6 separate regions of the Mus musculus genome follow, and all the other regions are linked to region 1. Evidence: chromatin contacts called from public promoter capture Hi-C data. All regions are on one chromosome and are shown on one strand. The core of a region is the stretch at or near the end of the contact, and the rest is flanking DNA. Distances in the headings are between cores, read along the strand shown.

Evidence for each region. Promoter capture Hi-C pulls out the DNA fragments that hold promoters and counts their contacts.
Region 2: a contact with region 1 is called in a promoter capture Hi-C map of liver, with 7 times the contacts expected there. The contact joins the promoter of Pabpc4 here to the promoter of Exo5 in region 1. A contact is called at or near these places in 6 of 39 promoter capture datasets (the C10 cell line, cranial neural crest, hippocampal neurons and 3 more).
Region 3: a contact with region 1 is called in a promoter capture Hi-C map of pre-B cells, with 5 times the contacts expected there. The contact joins the promoter of Mycl here to the promoter of Exo5 in region 1. A contact is called at or near these places in 10 of 39 promoter capture datasets (the 3T3-L1 cell line, 3T3-L1-derived adipocytes, cranial neural crest and 6 more) and 7 of 115 datasets of contacts at active chromatin or transcription factors (acute myeloid leukemia, embryonic stem cells, forebrain and 1 more).
Region 4: a promoter capture Hi-C map of pre-B cells shows a contact between it and region 1. The contact joins the promoter of Trit1 here to the promoter of Exo5 in region 1. A contact is called at or near these places in 11 of 39 promoter capture datasets (3T3-L1-derived adipocytes, the HPC-7 cell line, cranial neural crest and 7 more), 2 of 484 Hi-C or Micro-C datasets (B cells and cranial neural crest) and 3 of 115 datasets of contacts at active chromatin or transcription factors (all in embryonic stem cells).
Region 5: a promoter capture Hi-C map of stem cell-derived epiblast-like cells shows a contact between it and region 1, with 8 times the contacts expected there. The contact joins the promoter of Mfsd2a here to the promoter of Exo5 in region 1. A contact is called at or near these places in 10 of 39 promoter capture datasets (the HPC-7 cell line, cranial neural crest, embryonic stem cells and 6 more), 1 of 15 datasets of contacts at CTCF or cohesin (large pre-B cells), 1 of 484 Hi-C or Micro-C datasets (B cells), 3 of 115 datasets of contacts at active chromatin or transcription factors (astrocytes, embryonic stem cells and large pre-B cells) and 2 of 9 other capture datasets (embryonic stem cells and liver).
Region 6: a contact with region 1 is called in a promoter capture Hi-C map of liver, with 3 times the contacts expected there. The contact joins the enhancer-like site here to the promoter of Exo5 in region 1. A contact is called at or near these places in 4 of 39 promoter capture datasets (the 3T3-L1 cell line, cranial neural crest, hippocampal neurons and 1 more) and 1 of 9 other capture datasets (liver).

What each region holds. Positions count from the first base shown.
Region 1 is chr4:120,923,496-120,926,375 of GRCm38.p6, forward strand. It overlaps Exo5 (exonuclease 5), which reads right to left and starts at 1,510. Exons shown (of 2, transcript NM_028457.2): 1 at 1,016-1,510.
Region 2 is chr4:123,281,516-123,284,350 of GRCm38.p6, forward strand. Pabpc4 (poly(A) binding protein, cytoplasmic 4) reads left to right here and starts at 1,396. Exons shown (of 15, transcript NM_130881.3): 1 at 1,396-2,292. The coding sequence starts at 2,100.
Region 3 is chr4:122,994,364-122,997,275 of GRCm38.p6, forward strand. Mycl (v-myc avian myelocytomatosis viral oncogene lung carcinoma derived) reads left to right here and starts at 1,568. Exons shown (of 3, transcript NM_001303121.1): 1 at 1,568-1,787; 2 at 2,151-2,655. The coding sequence starts at 1,707.
Region 4 is chr4:123,015,228-123,018,215 of GRCm38.p6, forward strand. It overlaps Trit1 (tRNA isopentenyltransferase 1), which reads left to right and starts at 1,366. Exons shown (of 11, transcript NM_025873.3): 1 at 1,366-1,556. The coding sequence starts at 1,383.
Region 5 is chr4:122,959,662-122,962,523 of GRCm38.p6, forward strand. Mfsd2a (major facilitator superfamily domain containing 2A) reads right to left here and starts at 1,527. Exons shown (of 14, transcript NM_029662.2): 1 at 1,280-1,527. The coding sequence starts at 1,372.
Region 6 is chr4:123,045,253-123,047,958 of GRCm38.p6, forward strand. It overlaps Trit1 (tRNA isopentenyltransferase 1), which reads left to right. Exons shown (of 11, transcript NM_025873.3): 5 at 1,623-1,765. Among named protein-coding and RNA genes, the nearest start is that of Trit1, 30 kb to the left of the region's middle. Within about 2 kb of position 1,254, at least 43 of the 459 cell types and tissues checked have an H3K27ac peak or open chromatin away from gene starts, as enhancers often do. A contact at or near this core is called in liver, where this site is marked.

The DNA.
Region 1 (2,880 bases), core at 260-2,759:
TGTGTGTGTGTGTGTGTGTGTGTGTGAGAGAGAGAGAGAGAGAGAGAGAGAGAGAGAGAGAGAGAGAGACAGGTTTTGTGTGTGTAGCTCTGGCTGTCCTAGAACTTATTCTCAAGCTGCTGAGATTAAAGGCTATACCACCACTGCCTGGCAGACTTTTGACTTCTTTTTTTTTTTATTTTTTTTTTTTATTTTTAAAGATTTATTTATTTATTTATTATATATAAGTACACTGTAGCTGTCTTCAGACACACCAGAAGAGGGCATCAGATCTCATTACAGATGGTTGTGAGCCACCATGTGGTTGCTGGGATTTGAACTCCGGACCTCTAAAAGAGCAGTCAGTGCTCTTAACCTCTGAGCCATCTCTCCAGCCCCCTTGACTTCTTAAAGATATAGAAATATCTACTAATATTCATATTAAATATTTTATATATGAATATATGTTTTAAAAGTTTTAAAACAGATAAAGCTGAAAATTATTAGGTGAAAAATTAAATGAGATAGATGTTCAGAAAATACCAGATCGGCATCAAGAGTCTAGGGATCCTGAAGATACAGATTTTGAATCTAATCTTGAAACGTCCAGTAGAATTTGCTGGTATGCTATTTGTTTGTTTGTTTCTTTCTTTCTTTATTTTCTGGTTTTTCGAGACAGGGTTTCTCTGTGTAGCCCTGGCTGTCCTGGAACTCACTCTAGACCAGGCTGGCCTCGAACTCAGAAATCCGCCTGCCTCTGCCTCCTGAGTGCTGGGATTAAAGGCGTGCACCACCACGCCCGGTTCTGCTATTTGTTTCTTGAATAATCTTGGGCACATTTCAAAAATTCTCTGATGAGACTGGCACATCTTTAAAATGTATACTGGTAAGCTAATCCTTCAATGCCCACAGAGCTAAAACAGTACAGATATTAACTAACACACAATAAATGTGGCTTTCCTTCCAAAGGCATTGATGGGTCTACTATGTATCTATTTGCTCTGAAAAGTTCAGGAGAGAGGCAACTCGTACTCACCTGGGCCTTAGTTGATTTCCCTCCTCACAGGGAAGAGCATGTATTAAAACGAGGGGAGATGGGGAGGCACCTTGCTATGATGGAATGTGGACTTCTGTTCTCTTCACCTGACCACTCCTTCACATTATGGTGTTTCCACTTGAGTCACACTGCTAGGGCAGCTGCGTGTCATAAATCCTCCTAACACTGGCCTCTCCAAGGGTAAGGTCTCCAGGCGGTAAGTTCTGCTCTCCAGGTTCCCAGCCGCAGCCTGAGGTCGGAGGCCCTGCCTTGCTGATGGCTTCCGGCTGCCTGCTGCTGCCTTCATCCTCTGCGTCCTGACTCGTTACAGGCCTTCCACGCAGGCAGGCGTGTGCTTTCCACTCAGCCCCCAGCCCCAGTCCCCCTGGTGTGCCCAAGCGCAAAGACTCAATCGCGGGCCCAAAATGCACAGAACAAAAACCCGAATGAGGGGCGTGCCTGAAAGGGGCAGCCCCTTAGCTCTTCACCCCTGTCCCAGAATTCCCGGCGGCGGTTGGAGGCCCGCCCCTTTTCATGTCACACCCCTCCCCACCCACCAGGCCCCTGGTTCTCGCGACACTGGGGCTGAGTGGGCGTCTGCAGTCCGCTGTATTTCCTTATCCACCAGTGCCTAGTGCAGGCTGTTACCGTCTCGTTCTCTTACGCCCGCCCGGTGAGAGGACGGTCATGGTGGTCGTCTCGCTGTCCCCAGTGCAGCTGGCCTCTGACACCCTTGGAGCCCGAATCCGGATCTTAGCACCTGACATCAGCTTTCCCAGCTTAGTGAACAATCATGAACTCAAGCTTCAAAGACGCTGGCAGTTGTCAGTGTCTTATTTTATTTTATTTATTTCTTATCCTTTTTATTGGCCTCCAATTTGGGTTACTCCTGCCTCTGCTTTTTCGGTGCTGGAATTACAAGCCATTGTGCCCTTATGCCCAGATTCTTTTTAAAGATTAAAAAAAATGTTTTGTTTTTTCCTTTATGTGTATGAATGTTTTCCCTGCATGCATGTCTGTGGTTCATATCTTCTTGGTGCCCTCGGGAGCCAGAAGAGGGCCTCAGAGTTACAGAAGGGTTGAGTCACATGGGCACAGAGAAACAAACTAAGGTCCTCTGTAAGAGCAGCTAGTGCTCTTAACCTCTGAGCCTTTGAAAAATACTTCCCAGCATCTATGGTGACCCACACCAAAAATCTCAGCGCTGGGACTCTAGACTTGAGTCTAAAGTCCAGAAGGATAAAGCCTAGCTGTTAGGTTCATTTAGTTAATTCAGTCACCAGTTTAAGGGGTTCACCAGAATCAGGGTTTTATAAAGTGTATTGTATCAGGGGGAGGATGAACAGATTCCAAACAAGGAACTTGCGTAGGAAAAAAAAAAAAAAAAAAAAGAGGAAATTTCCAAATGTGGAGTAAAACCCATGAAATACTATCTTCAATCACAGTGGGAGCAAAGATAAAAGAGAAGCACTTGTGCCCCTCCCTTTGGCAGTATGGAAGCAGTAGAACCCCCCCCCCCACCCCCCCACCCCCCCCCCCCCCCCCGCCACCCACCATTCAGAGGAGAACTTACCTCCCAGGAAGAGACTTCATAGGATCCTTACAGCTTGTCAGACCACTCTGCAGAAGACACAAGCTGAGACAACTGTGGACAGGACTGTTCCTTGATCTGCTTAGTTGTACATCCCTCTTGCTTTGTTTAAACCTAAACCACATGTCAGAACCCCAAAGACAGTCTTGGAAATCATTAGGCCTCTGTGTTTGTTCCTCTTTCCAAAGTGACCTCATCGAATAAATCCCCTTTCTTTCATTAAGGGCATATTGAAGATGAGTGGCTGAGTCTAGTCTCTTAATCCTACTAGAAC
Region 2 (2,835 bases), core at 146-2,645, 2.4 Mb after region 1:
TTTTTTTTTTTTTTTTAAAAGACCGGTCTCACTATGTAGCCCTGGCTGGCTTGGAACTTGCAATATCCATTTGGTTGGTCACAAATACTCAGGGGGGATCGGTCTCCCAAGTGCTGAGACTAAAGGTGTGAGTCACTACACCTAGCAAGGCTTCTTTATTTAATATAGTCACCAGAAATTATTCTCAGAGGTAAGGAGGGACTCTTACTTGTATACCATGGTAACCATGGCAACCATGGCATCTGCTGGGGGGGGAGCTCTGATTAGCCATTTATTGGAATGAATTGATTGATTAAATACTTATATTTCCTCAATTGTTTGCTTCAACCAGTAGACGAGTATCTGTCTAGCTTTTGCTAATTTCTGGTTTGAGTGAATATAAGGATAGAAAAAAAAATGGTCCCTGGCACTTATGGAGTAAGGAAATACTGCTATAACTCCACATATTTAGTCTCATGAGATAACATGATCTTCAAATGGTCAGTGAAACCTTCATTTGGGTAAAAAGTCAATGATTACCCTTCATCATCTAAGCGTAAACTCTTAACTAGCGTTTACATAGTAACAAAAACATTGTTTCACATGCACAGATGCATTCTCTTTGTGTTGTGCCATGAGTCGCCACGAGATGCCTTGTAAGGACATCACTAGAGATAGCTCCCTTATACAAGAACCATGAGCCCAAATACACCTTTCTTCTCCTCTTCTCCTTTTGCACAAACTAAGCTGTAGGCGTGCCACCAGAACAAAACAGGAGCGGACAGTCACGTTTTGTTTTATAAAAGCTTTGGCAAGATTTGTTCATCTTTTCAAAAACAGTCTCATCACCTAAGATACCACCACCATTTCTAATGACCTCCAAAATCCAACCTCAAGGTTATATGTTCTTAAAACTTTCGTATGTCTTACGTATTCAGCTCAACCATGTATTGGGCCACCTAGTAGCTGTACTTTAGCATCCCTTTGTGTAGATTTGGGCATTTCATGGATGTTTTAAACATTATACCTGCGTGTGGGTCTTGGGGAGGACATGACTCAATCCATACACTGCAGAAAGAGAATCATACAGGTGCGTGCTGCTGGTCCTCCAAACGCAAGGGGACGCTGTGACACCTTGCGGGCGGCTCCAGGTCACTCTGGTGTGACTGCCCCGCCTTGGGCCCCCGGGGCAGAGTGGGCGGGCACGACTGCGCCCAGGTCTCGAGGCGCCCTTCGACCAGCAGCGCCCGGGGCGGGAGGGTATAAATGGAGCGGTGGCGGCTCCAGCCGCCTCTCTCCGCCCCGGGTCGCAGCCATCAGTGTTGCGTTTGGGCTCAGCACGCCTGAAGCAGAAAAAAGAAAAAGCTTAAAAAAAACACAAAAGCCTCAAAAACCTTAAAAAAAAAAAAAAGAAAAGAAAAGAAGAGGAAAAAAAAAAGCAAAAGGGAAAAAAAGAAGAAAAAGAACCAGACAGCGACTTGTGCTGGGAGCCCGTGGGGAAGTGACTTTCACAGCTTCCGGCCTGCCTGTCCGTCAGCGTCTGTCTGTCCGTCCGGTGGTGAGCCATCCCCCTCGGCCCGGCCCGCCCCTGCACGCCTCTGCGCCGCGTGGCAGCCCCGCGCCCCGGCTGGCCGCACCACGTGTCCGCACTGCCCTTCGCCGGCACCCGCAAAGATTTGGTTTCCCCCTTCCTGGGCTGCTGTAACTGTAAACCGCCGGGAGTCCGGGGCCTATATTTATCACGAAACGCGTGTTCCCAAGGCGGCCGTGAGCGCAGCATCTGATTGCCTCTTGAAAATTTTTTGCCCCCTTTACGAGGGGATTTCCTACTTTAATTTTTATTTTTTAAGCCTCAAGCCAGGACAGCTGGAGAGTACAAACTCCAGGAGCGGGCCATATTGTTTTTGAGAGCCTTTTGTCTTGGGGCTTTTGCAGTCCCGTGCAAGTCGTCCCGCACACGGGTCCCGGCTCGGAGCCTCCCTGCTCCAGCCTTCTCCGGCGTCGCTGGTGCCACCTGTGCGCTGCGGCGCGTGCCATAGCTCCTCGGAGCCCCTTTTGTCCTGCAGTAGGCCTTGTTAGAAGTCCTCCTGGCGGGGCTCGGGGTCGTGGGGGGTGGGGAGATGAACGCTGCAGCCAGCAGCTACCCCATGGCCTCCTTATACGTGGGCGATTTGCACTCGGACGTCACCGAAGCCATGCTGTATGAAAAGTTTAGCCCTGCGGGGCCTGTGCTGTCCATCCGGGTCTGTCGCGATATGATCACCCGGCGCTCTCTGGGTTATGCCTACGTCAACTTCCAGCAGCCAGCTGACGGTGAGTAGTAGCGGTGTGCACACATTCGGGAGATTCCTGGGGACCTTGGGAATCCTGAAGGCGGAGGCCAAACTGCCAGGACCGGGGAACATAACAGCATGTTGCCTGAGAAGCCTTGGGTGGAAGCAAAATGAGCCAGGCATGTGGTCATGACCCTGGCTTCAGTCTCCCACCACTTGCTAACCTGATGACCTTGGGCTACTGGGTGGGGGTGGGGTAGAGCAGGGGTTGGAACCCAAGGAGATTTGTGTAATTCGGGATCCGAATAAAGGGACTTGGGTATTCTAGTGTGTCTAGCCCCACTCAGGTAGAAGTGGGTCTGGCACTCAGTGCATTGAAATGACACCTGAAAGTGTAGGTTGCAAAACTGGGGGCTCTAACCTGAACTGACTGACTTGGGATGGCTTTAGGGCAGTGGAAAGCAAGGAGAGCAGTTTCATCCAGTTGCCTTGAGGGGAGTTGCTAGTGTCAAGCTGTTTCTACCAGGCTCTCTTTTGGGGACTTGCTCAACTGCATGGAGCTCGAAGGATGTAGAGGAGTGTA
Region 3 (2,912 bases), core at 318-2,817, 2.1 Mb after region 1:
AAGTGCAGCAACCACCACAGACATCTGCATGCCTGACAACAAGACCCTGAAAGGGAGTCTAATCCCTCTGCACCAAGGCTGCAACCAAATCAGGAGCCTTTTCTGGGCCTCCCAGTACAGCACAGAGCAGGGCATACAGGCCGTCTCAATAAAATCTGGTTGGCTAGGTCACTCAGGAAGCCAGTGCGTAAATATTGCCAGAAGTCATTCTAGGTGCAGGGACTACAAAGCGAGCCAATTCCTGCTTTCAAGGATGTCCTACACACACCTTAGACACAACAAATGGAAAATGGAGAGTCACACACACCCCCTGTCTTCTCACCCAACTCGTGGGTCATCTCACACCTCCCTGGCCCAAAACAACGGGACGTGTTTATCCTTCTGGCTTCAGTCTGTTAGGATGGCAACAGCCTGTAGTTCTGAGTAGTTAGACAAAAAGAGTAGGAGGAAGAGAAGGATGGCAGACAACCAGACACCAGACCTTGATGCCAGGTGTAGGATTCTAGATGAATTGGCTGCTATCCTAAGTTACCTTCCTTGGACCTAAATTAGTTAGTCTTTTCCTTTCTCAGAAGGTAGCCTGTTTATGATAACACAAAGGAAATATATATATATCTCCATCGTCTCGGCCAGGGATGTCATGCAAAACTTCAAACACTTTGATCCCACAGCTAGGAAGCACAAAACAGGGGCCTGAATGAAGTTTCCACACCCCTACACTCCTATCTCTAAAACAGCCGTTAGGAGAGTTTTGTGTGGAGGATGAATTCTGGGAGGCAGGGCTGTGAAGGAAGGGTCAAGTGTCAGCTATGACCTGGGGGATGACAGAGGTCTCACTACCCTCCCCAGGGATAAAGCTGCTGTTGTTCGAATTCTCTCATGTCCTTTCCTAAGGTGCTCTATCTTTTTAGTAAACAAATTCAGCCCGGCGATCCTGTGAAGTCATTACCATTCCTTCATTTCACAAGTAAAATTGGGGCTCCGAGGGATTATATATACTGCAGGCTTTCTAGCTCGGAATCTTCACTGCTATTCAAGGTTTAAGCCACTGAGCTAAAGAATGGGCTAATGGTTACTGAAGCAATGGGTTGAAGAAGCCTGGGTTCAGGGCCGAGGGCCACCAGGTGGCGCGGTGGAGGTGCAGTGTGTGCCCCACCATCACCACCACCACCTCCTCTGTCATGGGTGGGACGCACCTGAACCTGGTGGGGCGCGCCCCGGGAAGTAGACTAGCAGGGTGGGGCAGGGAGCAGCTCTAGTCCTTGGCTCTGAGTAGGCGCGGAGCGCCGCTTTAGTTAAGTCGCTTGGACCGCGGGAGCCTCTCGAACAGTCACGCCTCCACCAGGAGACTGCGGGGCTGCATCAGCTCTTCTGCTCTGCGCTCCCCAGCGTACAATTTATTAGGGAGCTTCAAGGGATAGAATAGAAACGACCAGTTCAGCCAGGAGGTGGGGCCGGCCCCACCTGTCGCCAGCGGAGAGAGGGGCGGGAGGGGGAGGGGCTTGTCTCCTAGGGACCACCCCCCCTCCTGGTCCCCAAGCCCCGGGCACGCGACGAGATATAAAGCAGTCGGGAAACAATGCGCCTGCAGATCGCGCTCCCGCGTCGATCCCGGGAGCGTCCTGGCTGCCGTGTGCGAGCGAGGCGGGGGGCGCGCGCACGGGGGGCGCGCTCGTGAGTGCGGGGCCGCGCGCTCGGTGGCGCGCATGTGTGTGTGTGCGGGCTGCCGGGCTTCCCCGAGCCGGCGGGGAGCCGCTCCGCTCCAGGTGGCGGGCGGCGGGAGCGAGGTGAGGCTGCGGGTGGCCCGGGCAGGGGTCCCCAGGGGACTGGCGGGCTGCAAGGCTGCAGACTGCCTTCGAGACAGCGCGCCCCCGCCCGGCCCTGCTGTGCCCCCGGAGCTGAGCTCCGGGCGGTGCTGGCAAAGTTTGCTTTGAACTCGCTCCCCTCAGCCTGGTCGGCCCGTTGCGAGCTGCCCTGAGCGAGCTGACCCCAGGCCAGGCTTCCCAGGAGCAGGGACCAGGGCGCGGGCTGCAAGCTGGTGGGCCTGGGGAGAGACCAGAGCCCCGCAGCCAGCTGCAGCGAGGGACTCGGAGCCGCCTCTTCCCTCGGCGGGCACCGCAGTCAGCTCGTCTCCCCCTTCCCTCCCGCAGGGAGCGGACATGGACTTCGACTCGTATCAGCACTATTTCTACGACTATGACTGCGGAGAGGATTTCTACCGCTCCACGGCGCCCAGCGAGGACATCTGGAAGAAATTCGAGCTGGTGCCGTCGCCCCCCACGTCGCCGCCCTGGGGCTCCGGTCCCGGCGCCGTGGACCCAGCCTCTGGGATTAATCCCGGGGAGCCGTGGCCTGGAGGGGGTGCCGGGGACGAGGCGGAATCTCGGGGCCATTCGAAAGCCTGGGGCAGGAATTATGCTTCCATCATTCGCCGTGACTGCATGTGGAGCGGCTTCTCCGCCCGAGAACGGCTGGAGAGAGTGGTGAGCGACAGGCTGGCCCCAGGCGCGCCCCGGGGGAACCCGCCCAAAGCGCCCGCTACCCCGGACGGCACTCCTAGTCTGGAAGCCAGTAACCCGGCGCCCGCCACCCAATGTCAGCTGGGCGAGCCCAAGACTCAGGCCTGCTCCGGGTCCGAGAGCCCCAGCGATTCTGGTAAGGACCACCCGGGGGCTAGCTAAGAGGGAGGCACCCCTTGGGTGGCCAGAGCTCTATCTACCGCTGTTTGAAATCAGGCATTAGATCTTAAACCTTCCCATCACCTCCCCATTTTCTGACTGAAGCTGTCGGTGTAGCCCCCAGCTGTGTCTGTCTGGCACGTGGGTGTGTTGGTAAACAGTTTGGAGAAGTGGGGAGGGAGCCAGCGTCCCTCTGATGGTGATTGGAGCCCCAGGGGACCAGGGCGACTTGGT
Region 4 (2,988 bases), core at 116-2,615, 2.1 Mb after region 1:
CACGTTATTGAAAGATTCTCTGCCCTTAGGCTTTTGCTCTTACTTATTTAGGGAGGCAGATGGGATTGTACAATTATAATAACACAAACTGTTTAACAAATGGTGGTTGTTATGTGCCAGTGCATTTGAAGCAAGCACTTTCCAGACATTATTTCACCTTTTCCTTATGGCAATCCTTGGAAGAATGGAAAGATAAAATTGCTGAGGTTAAGAGGTGAAGTAAGGGTCTGAAGTGTGCTCAGCTCAGTGCTAGAGTGTATATTCAGCACCCAGGGGGGGCCTGGGTTCAGTCTTCAGACAAAGAGAAAAAAAAATGCTGCTAATGGAATTAATTCTGATGAGAATTAATCAGCTCTCAGCTGATAAGTCTGAGAGCTGGAATTTGAATCTAGGTTCATCGGGTTCCATAACCATTCTTTCTTAATTTTAAACTTCAGTGTGTGTGGTGTGTGTGTGTGTGTGTGTGTGTGTGTGTGTGTGTGTGTGTGTACAGAGGTCAGCATCAGCTCTCTCCTTCCACATGCGGATCCTGGAGATTGAACTCAGGTCATCAGATCTGGCTGCCAGCAACTTTACATGTTAAACCATCTCTCTGGATTCTTAAAGCCATTTCTCAAAGTGGTGTGTGGAATCTTGAAGTCTGGCCATCCTTGATTCTGATTTTTCTTTCCCTCACTTGTATCTGCTTTACCCTTTGATTTTCTTCTGCTTCCTCTTCTAATTTTTGGGTTGTCATTCACTTGCTTGTTCTTTTGCTTTTAAGCCTATCTCTTGACTGCTTTATGCCAACGCAGAGCTTTGTCCTGCTTTCTGATTGTGTCTAAATGAGTGTGGAATTCAAACATTAGAGCCATGCTCTTGACTGAGAATTGGACAGATCTGATTTTGAAGAATGACTGAGAATCGGACACTCTCTGAGCTTATTAAATCCAACGCTAAGGTAGGCAAGTCGTTTCTCTGTCCATTTAATCATTGGTGGGTGCCTGTGCTAGGCACAGGAGACTCAGCAATGAACTAGTCAGAATGTGCTTCTTGTCTTTGTGAAATTAACAGCCTGTGGTAGAACTCAGACAATAAACCAGAGGCCAGTTATACAGTTTTATTCTTGAATTAATGCTATGAGGAAAAAGAATTGGGTGCCTGGACGCAATGTAGACAGAAATATTTTAGATGGGCTGCCATCTCTCCTTTGAGAAAGCAAGTCGGTGGGCTAATCTCAGCTAGTCGAAGGCAGTTACGTCATGGGCCTCCTAAGCTTGGTACCTTTGTCCCACAGTTTCCTCCTTTCCACCCTCCCCGCGTTCTGAGCCGGAGATCCGCGCCGGCGCACTGACTGTTGCCATGGGGACAGCTGCTTCGGCGCATGCTCAGATGCCTTCAAGATGGCGGCTGCGGCTGCTGCACGAGCAGTTCCTGTGAGCTCTGGATTCCGAGGCCTGCGGCGAACACTGCCACTTGTAGTGATTCTCGGGGCTACTGGGACTGGCAAGTCCACCCTGGCTCTGCAGTTAGGCCAGCGGCTCGGCGGCGAGATCGTCAGCGCCGACTCCATGCAGGTATGGCAGCGTGCTTGGCCCGGGGGCCTGGGAACCCTGGAGGTCGCGTGCGGGCCTCTGGACTAGGGGACACCCTGTCGCGTGGCTGTAGTGGGTGAACCTCGAGGCGTATGGGGATCCAGATGAAAGGAACCCACACCTGCTAGGTACCCATTCCAATGGCAGACAGTGTCCATTGTGTCCTGTGATCGCTAAGTAACTTCTCAGGCCATTACTCTTTCGTAGATAGTACCAACAGTTTCATTTATGGATAAAAATGTTGGGGGCTGGGGAGGTGAAGTGACCTTGTGCGTGGCACATTGCAAATAAATGGAGGAGAGATAGTGGAACGTTTAAGGTTGACATCCGGTGAATTTCAGTAAGTTAATTATTCCCAAATTTTGCCATAATTCTAATTCTAGCCCAAGGTAAGTCAGATGCCACCTGTGAGTGTCTTCTTGGGCACTAGAGCAGTCAGAGGCAGCCACTGGCTTCGTGACTTCAGATCAACAGTGCCCTTTACTTGAATATTATATTTGTAAAGTGGAGGAAATGTCATTTGCCCCACAATCACAAGGCTAAAGTATTTAATAAGTGAGACATTGGAGTGTTACAGTGGAGAGAGGGAGGCCAGCTCGAAGGTCAGACATTGTGGTAAATATTGGCTGAACCTGAGGGCTTTTTTGTTTATTTGTTTTTGTTTTTTAATCCTTTTGTCCTCTTTGCGAGAGGACTTTCGGGGATGTAGGAGCATTTGAGCTAGAGAGTAGGTGACATTTTGGGTGAATGTGAGAAGAATTACAACAGCTGTTAGGCATGTTCAAAGGTGTCGAACATATACAACCAGTCGCAGAACTCATGGTTAGTAACCTAAAATTAGTAATTAATTCTTTGCCCCACTTTACCTCATAAGGCTCCTGACATTGTTTCTACCCTCATAATTTATTTTTCCATGATAAGATCATCAGCTTATACTAAAAGGTAAGGTAATGTAACAAATAGTTGTTTGCAGCCTGCTTTGTGCCAGCTTAGGGAGATAAAGAGTTTAGCTTGAACTGAATCTCAGCCAGATTTTTTTTCCCCCAACTTTTTGCTACATGAACAAAGATACCTTTGTTCCTTTGCTAAAATAGGAAGAATATAAAAAACAACCTTGTGATCATTAAATGAAATATATGTGAAGCACTTATTACAAGTGTTTAAAAAATATGTTAACAGTGAAAACTATGGTGACTGTGTGTGTGTGTGTATATGTACATTAGACCAAACTCCTTATATTGGGGAATGTTAGTCTGGCTAAACATAGAGTAAGACAGAGCTAATAAGTGAACAGAGCTACTTATAGAGCATTTTCAGGTGGGCGGGTTCAGAAGATCAGAAGAGACTACAAGTGCTGGATTTCGTGATAGACTATTAAATTTGGTAGAATTCTTGAGAAGGGAGAAATCAATGA
Region 5 (2,862 bases), core at 277-2,776, 2.0 Mb after region 1:
GGCACCAACACTTGGGAGGCAGAGCCCAGCAGATCTGTAAAGTCTGAGGCCAACCTGGTCTACAGAGCTAATTCCAGGTCAGCCAGGGATACAAAGAGAAACCTGTCTCAAATAAGTAAGAAAATAAATGAATAAATAAATAAATAAATAAATAAAATCTTCTCCCAGGCCCTCAGCTCCTTTCCAAGTTACCCAGAAAGAGCATGCGGTAGCAATGGGCCTGTCCCTACCTGGCACTAGCTGCCACAACCTGAAAATCCTCTTGCTGCCAAAAGTTCCCTGAGCCCAGCCCAGGCTCCCTCCCTGACGCCCCGCAGCAGCTAGGATCCACCTGCGTCCTGGATGAGTGCACCAGAAGGGGGGGGGGCGCCCAGCCCGCTGCATCCTCAGCTGTTCTTTCAATCTGTCCCAAAGTTCCCGGGCCCCTGTAGGGAGTCTTCAGCTCCAGGCAAACCCTTGAGCAGTCCTACCATCCATCTGCCTAACACGCACCCTTTCCAGCTCCTAGGGGACCTTGGAGAGGGGTAAAAAGGGCTCCAGGTGCAGGGCTCAGCCCTCTCCGGGTGGAGCACTAGGGGAGGCTGAGGTTGCCCAGGGAAAGTAGAGATTACTCATACATGGTAACAGCATAATTGCTTACTCGTTTCTTCCAAGAACAGTTAATAAAATTAAAAGGAAAAGTTAAGCACCTCCCAATTAGCTATATTGTGAGAGATTCCTTTCCTGGGGCCGCATGGTTTCATGGTGTGGTTAAATAGATCCAAAGAGTTAGAACGGATCGGAGAGAGAGGATGTCGAGACACGCGGAGCTCTGTGCATGTGAACCCTCAGTCACACAAACGCTTTCGGTATGCGGCTCCTTTAAGAGCAAAGCCCTTGTTCTTATGAATGAACTTGAGTGGCCCTCCTCAGAGTTAAAGCACGAGAGTGGGGGGTGGTGAGAGATGGAGAACCAAAGGGACTCTCAGACTTCTGGGGTCTCTTCAGGTCTAGGGAGAGAAACTAGTGTGGCTCAGCACAGTAGAACCTAGAGCGCTGGGGAGAGCCCCACGCCGCGTAGAGTTGCCGGCGCCTCTCTTGGCGCAAACCCATTGTAGGGGTGTGCAAAGGGGCTTCAGACTTTCTCCATCACTCCCGGTCCCAGAGCACTCCTTGCTTTTTTCAAGCTTCGCTGTACCCTGTTACCGCCAAGTGTCCCAAGGCCAGACCTAGTCTCCGACGCCCCTATACCCACATCCCGGCCGGCCCACCACCCCTTGCCCTCCTCTCGGGACCTCACCTTCACCTGGACCGGCCGTTCACTGGCTTGGAGGATGCTGGTGGGGAGCAGCCCCGCCGCGGAACCGCTCTCGGCGCCTTCTCCTTTGGCCATGACCCGCGGGCCACGCCGCGTGGGACCGGGACGCCGGGATGCTCTTGTGTTCTGCCGGCCGGCACTCGCCTGTGGCTCCGATCCTAGGCGCAGCCCCAGCCACTACTACGTTCGCTAGCACTTAGCAAACCAGGAACGCCGGCGATGAAAACTCCCTAGCACGTCCCCTCCGCGCCTCTTAAAGGTTCGGGCCTGCGCCTCCAGCCAATCCCTGCACGCGCCTGCCCATCTCGGCTGGCGGAGCCTCGCTGCTCAGCCACGTTCTCAAAGCCGGCAACCCACACCGCGTGCTCCTAACTACCTAAGCAAAGCTGAGAAACCCACCTGACTCGCCCGAGGAAACTGAAGTCCCAGGCTGAAAGTGACCTGTCCGAGGTCCCCCAGAGTGAGTTTTCCCTGAGTAGAGCCTGTGGCCCTTGACTTCTGAATCCCCATCAGCTCCTTTTAAAATCCGGAGTCAGGTGGCTTCTCCCCTCCCCCAAACCTGAGGCCATGGGCTGTAACTTTCATTATCAATGTCCCTCGTGTCTCAAGATCGACAATTTCCTCTTCCTCCCTTTGAAAAGTAGGGGCCTTTTTCAATGGGACAGAAAAATTACCAAGTCCAGTGGCTACCGCTTCCAGGCAGGGGAACTCGCAAGTTCTAAGAAGGAGCCATGGCCACAGCAGCCGTTTATGGGTAGCTTTCTAACAGGCTTAACATGACCTCACTGGGTGCTTATGAACGCCATCTGAGGGTGGTACTATTATTATCCCCATTTTACAACCCAGGAAAGGGGGACACAAGAAGAACAGCTGTTGCGACACAGACAGGCCAGAAAGGTTTTGTCCAGTTCCAAAGTCTTTACTCATAACTCTCCTGCTCTGCCCCTCAGCATAAATTACAGAAGGCTGAGCTATGTCTGTGCTCCCAGACAGGAAGCCCTGGGAGATACAAGACGCCAGCAGCCCTCTGTGTCGAAAAGAAAAGAAAAGAAAAGAAAAGAAAAGAAAAGAAAAGAAAAGAAAAGAAAAGAAAAGAAAAGAAAAGAGAGAAGAGAAAAGAAAAGCTTTGAGAAAGAGCATGCAGAGGAATGTGGTCCTTGAAAGAAGGGAGGACCGTCATCATCTAAACAGAGGCCAGGCATAGGTGCCAGCAGAGAACGGTCTTTGCTGCCTTTCCTTCCACCTCTGCTAATGGCACTCCAGCCTTCACAGATCCCCAGGAGCCTGGGTCAAGTCCAGCTCTCCCTCTTCAGTGAAGTTACTGCTTAGACTCTCAGAGACCGCTCACACAGGACCTGTGTTTCTCAGTGTCAAGCTTTTTTTTTTTCCCCTCCTCTTAGTTCAGATTGCAGGGAAGAGCTATTGAGATCTGACTCCTCCACAATGGCCACAGCACCCTTGTGTGCCCTGGCACATCACTGTCCAGAAACAAGCCAAGGGAAATAGTGAAGACTGTAAGAAGGCCTGTTGTCCCCACTGTCACACTGCCCTCTCTCTCTTCCATA
Region 6 (2,706 bases), core at 4-2,503, 2.1 Mb after region 1:
AACAGTGGTGTCGGGGCTTAGAAAGTGTTCTTCTCTAAAGATTTGCTAAGACCAGTGTTTCTTAATACTTTTCCATTATTCCACCTTAGAAGAGCCATTTAAGAGTGTCCCCACCCCACTGTGATCTCTTCCAATGAAACTTTACATTAAAGGAGAAAGGTTTTCCACACAGAGGTTTCCTTGGAGGGCTACGTTCTGACCTTCACCTCACGAAGGTGCTGTCACCCTGGTGAGAAGGATGTTCTAGGGAAATGCAGTTTGTACTTAGGCATACTTTTTTTTTTTTTCCTGTTGTTGAGTCAAGATCTCATGTAGTCCTGACTGCCTTAGCTGAGGGCGGCCCTGAATTCCTAGTCTTCTCTTTTCTGTATCAGCAGTGTTTGGAATCTGGCATTTATCTCCATGCCCAACTCGACACATTTTATTTCAATCCAAACCTTTCCTTTTTTTTTTTTTTTAAGCTCAGGAACATTGTAGTGAACACTCCATTGACAGTTCTGCATGCTGTGATTTATTTATTTATTTATTTATTTATTTATTTATTTATTTATTTTTAGAGTCTGTCTTTAGTTTTCTCTGCTTTCCTGATCAGATCTTTCTTTCTCTTTAGTTTTTTGAGACTGGGTTTCTCTGGCTGTCCTGGAACTTATTCTGTAAACCAGGCCTTGTACTCAGATCCACCTGCCTCTGCCTCTCAAGTGCTGGGGTTAAAGGCGTGCGCCACCACCACCTGGTTCATATTTTTATTTTTTATGCTGCTTGAGAACTGTGCCTTAAGAAGAATCACTAAGTTCCAAGCAAGAACTCTAGGGTCTATCCTGTCAGAAAGATGGAGAACTTTTATCATAGCTCTTTTGGGTGGAGTCTGTAGACTTCTTTCCATAAGTAGGTGAGGTACTGTTAGGTTTTTTTTCTTATAGATGTTCTTTGAGTGACCATGGTTATTGAACAAAAAGGGGTTTCCCTCTAGTGTTGGGTTTTCAGGAAACAAAAGTAGGTCAGGAAGGGAAAGGTTGCCTTCCAGCTGATAAGTTGCAGCCATCCAAGTGAGACTGTGGCTTTGGGAGCTCAGTTACCTGCTGCTGTAATACAGCAGACTGCACACAGACATGGACAGCAGCTTAATTATGAGTGTGTGGGCTCACTCTTTGATAGCCTCTGTTCCAGGAGAGTGTAGTGGATTAGCCAGTGTTCTTGATTACTGCGAGCCATAGCTAAAGAGAAAGTGGCCGAGCTGGATGTGCAGCATGCTTGGCACTGTGGGAAAGGCACTCCAGCGAGACCAGACTTGTTGGCTTGTACAGAGTGTCCCAAACAAGCTTGTACTGCTCACTTGAAAGTAAGTCTCCTTCTGTTTGTACAGAAGAAACCTGTTATTTCTGAACTCCTTTAACTAATTCTAGAATGTGTTTTTAAAAGAACAGTGTTATTTCTCACCCAGAGTTTAGGTGCCTTTCTGAATAGCTCTGGGATTAGAGTAAAGCCGGAGCTTCGTGCTTTGGGAATTTATGCATGAAGTTGAAAAATGAAGCTTTCTTCGAGACAGTCTTTCTCTTTATTCTAGTTGAGAATGAATATTCCTAATGGGTTCCCCACTCCACCCCCTTTTTTAAACAACGTAGGAGCTTGCAAGTGTTTGAAGAAACAGGAATCTCTCACAGTGAATTCCTTCATCGTCAGCACGCAGAGGAAGGCGGTGGTCCTCTTGGAGGCCCTCTCAGGTTCCCTAACCCATGCATCCTCTGGCTCCATGCTGACCAGGCAGGTAAATGCTTCGGTCCAGAGTCTGTCTGAGACAAAACGGAGAATACTAGGGTTTTATGTGTCAAGTGCTTCGAACCACTGGTGGCTGACACTGAGCACTAGTGTGAGCTCCCAAGTTTACTGTGTCAGCCACCACACCTTGCCTTAGACCCCATGTAGTGCTTCCTTAGTGATTCAGGAAAGAAGGGAAGGAGAATACTGGTTCTCAGATAACCAGCGTAGGGTAGGATGAAATGTGCAGACTAAAGAGAGACTGCTGCTGAGAAGGTTGAAAGGACAGAGGGAGGGAGGTTTCCTGTCGGACCTCATGGTTGGCTGCTGGTAGGATCTCTCATTAGGCCTGAGAAATGGGTGTGGCAACTGGCTAGCTAACCTGATAGCATTTGTTGCTAAAGTATCCTGATGCCCTGTGCTGGGGACTGTTTCACCCAGAAAGGCATCCAGTGAGCACCCAGTGGTGAATGGCCCAGTCTTGAAGACGTCGTTTTACCTTACGATGCTTGCTCACTGTCTCCTAATTTTGTTAGTTCTTTTTTTTTAAAGATTTGTTCATTTTATTTATGAGTCCACTGTAGCTGTCTTCAGACACACCAGAAGAGGGCATCAGATCCCATTATAGGTGGTTGTGAGCCACCATGTGGTTGCTGGGATTTGAACTCAGGACCTCTGGAAAAGCAGTCAGTGCTCTTAACTGCTGAGCCAGCTCTCTGCCTGCTCTGTGAATTCTTAAGGCCAATTAGTTTGCCACTCTGTATTCCAACTCTTCAGTAAAATAGAATTGATAGTAATAGTATTTATCTCAAAGTGCTGATTAAGAATTCAATAGAGTAATATTAAGCAGAGTTGTGGGACTGAGAGTGTGGCTCAGTAGTAAAACACTTGTTTGATAGTCACAAGAATGTGTGTTCAGTTCCCAGCAGGGTGCTCACAGAGATTCAAACA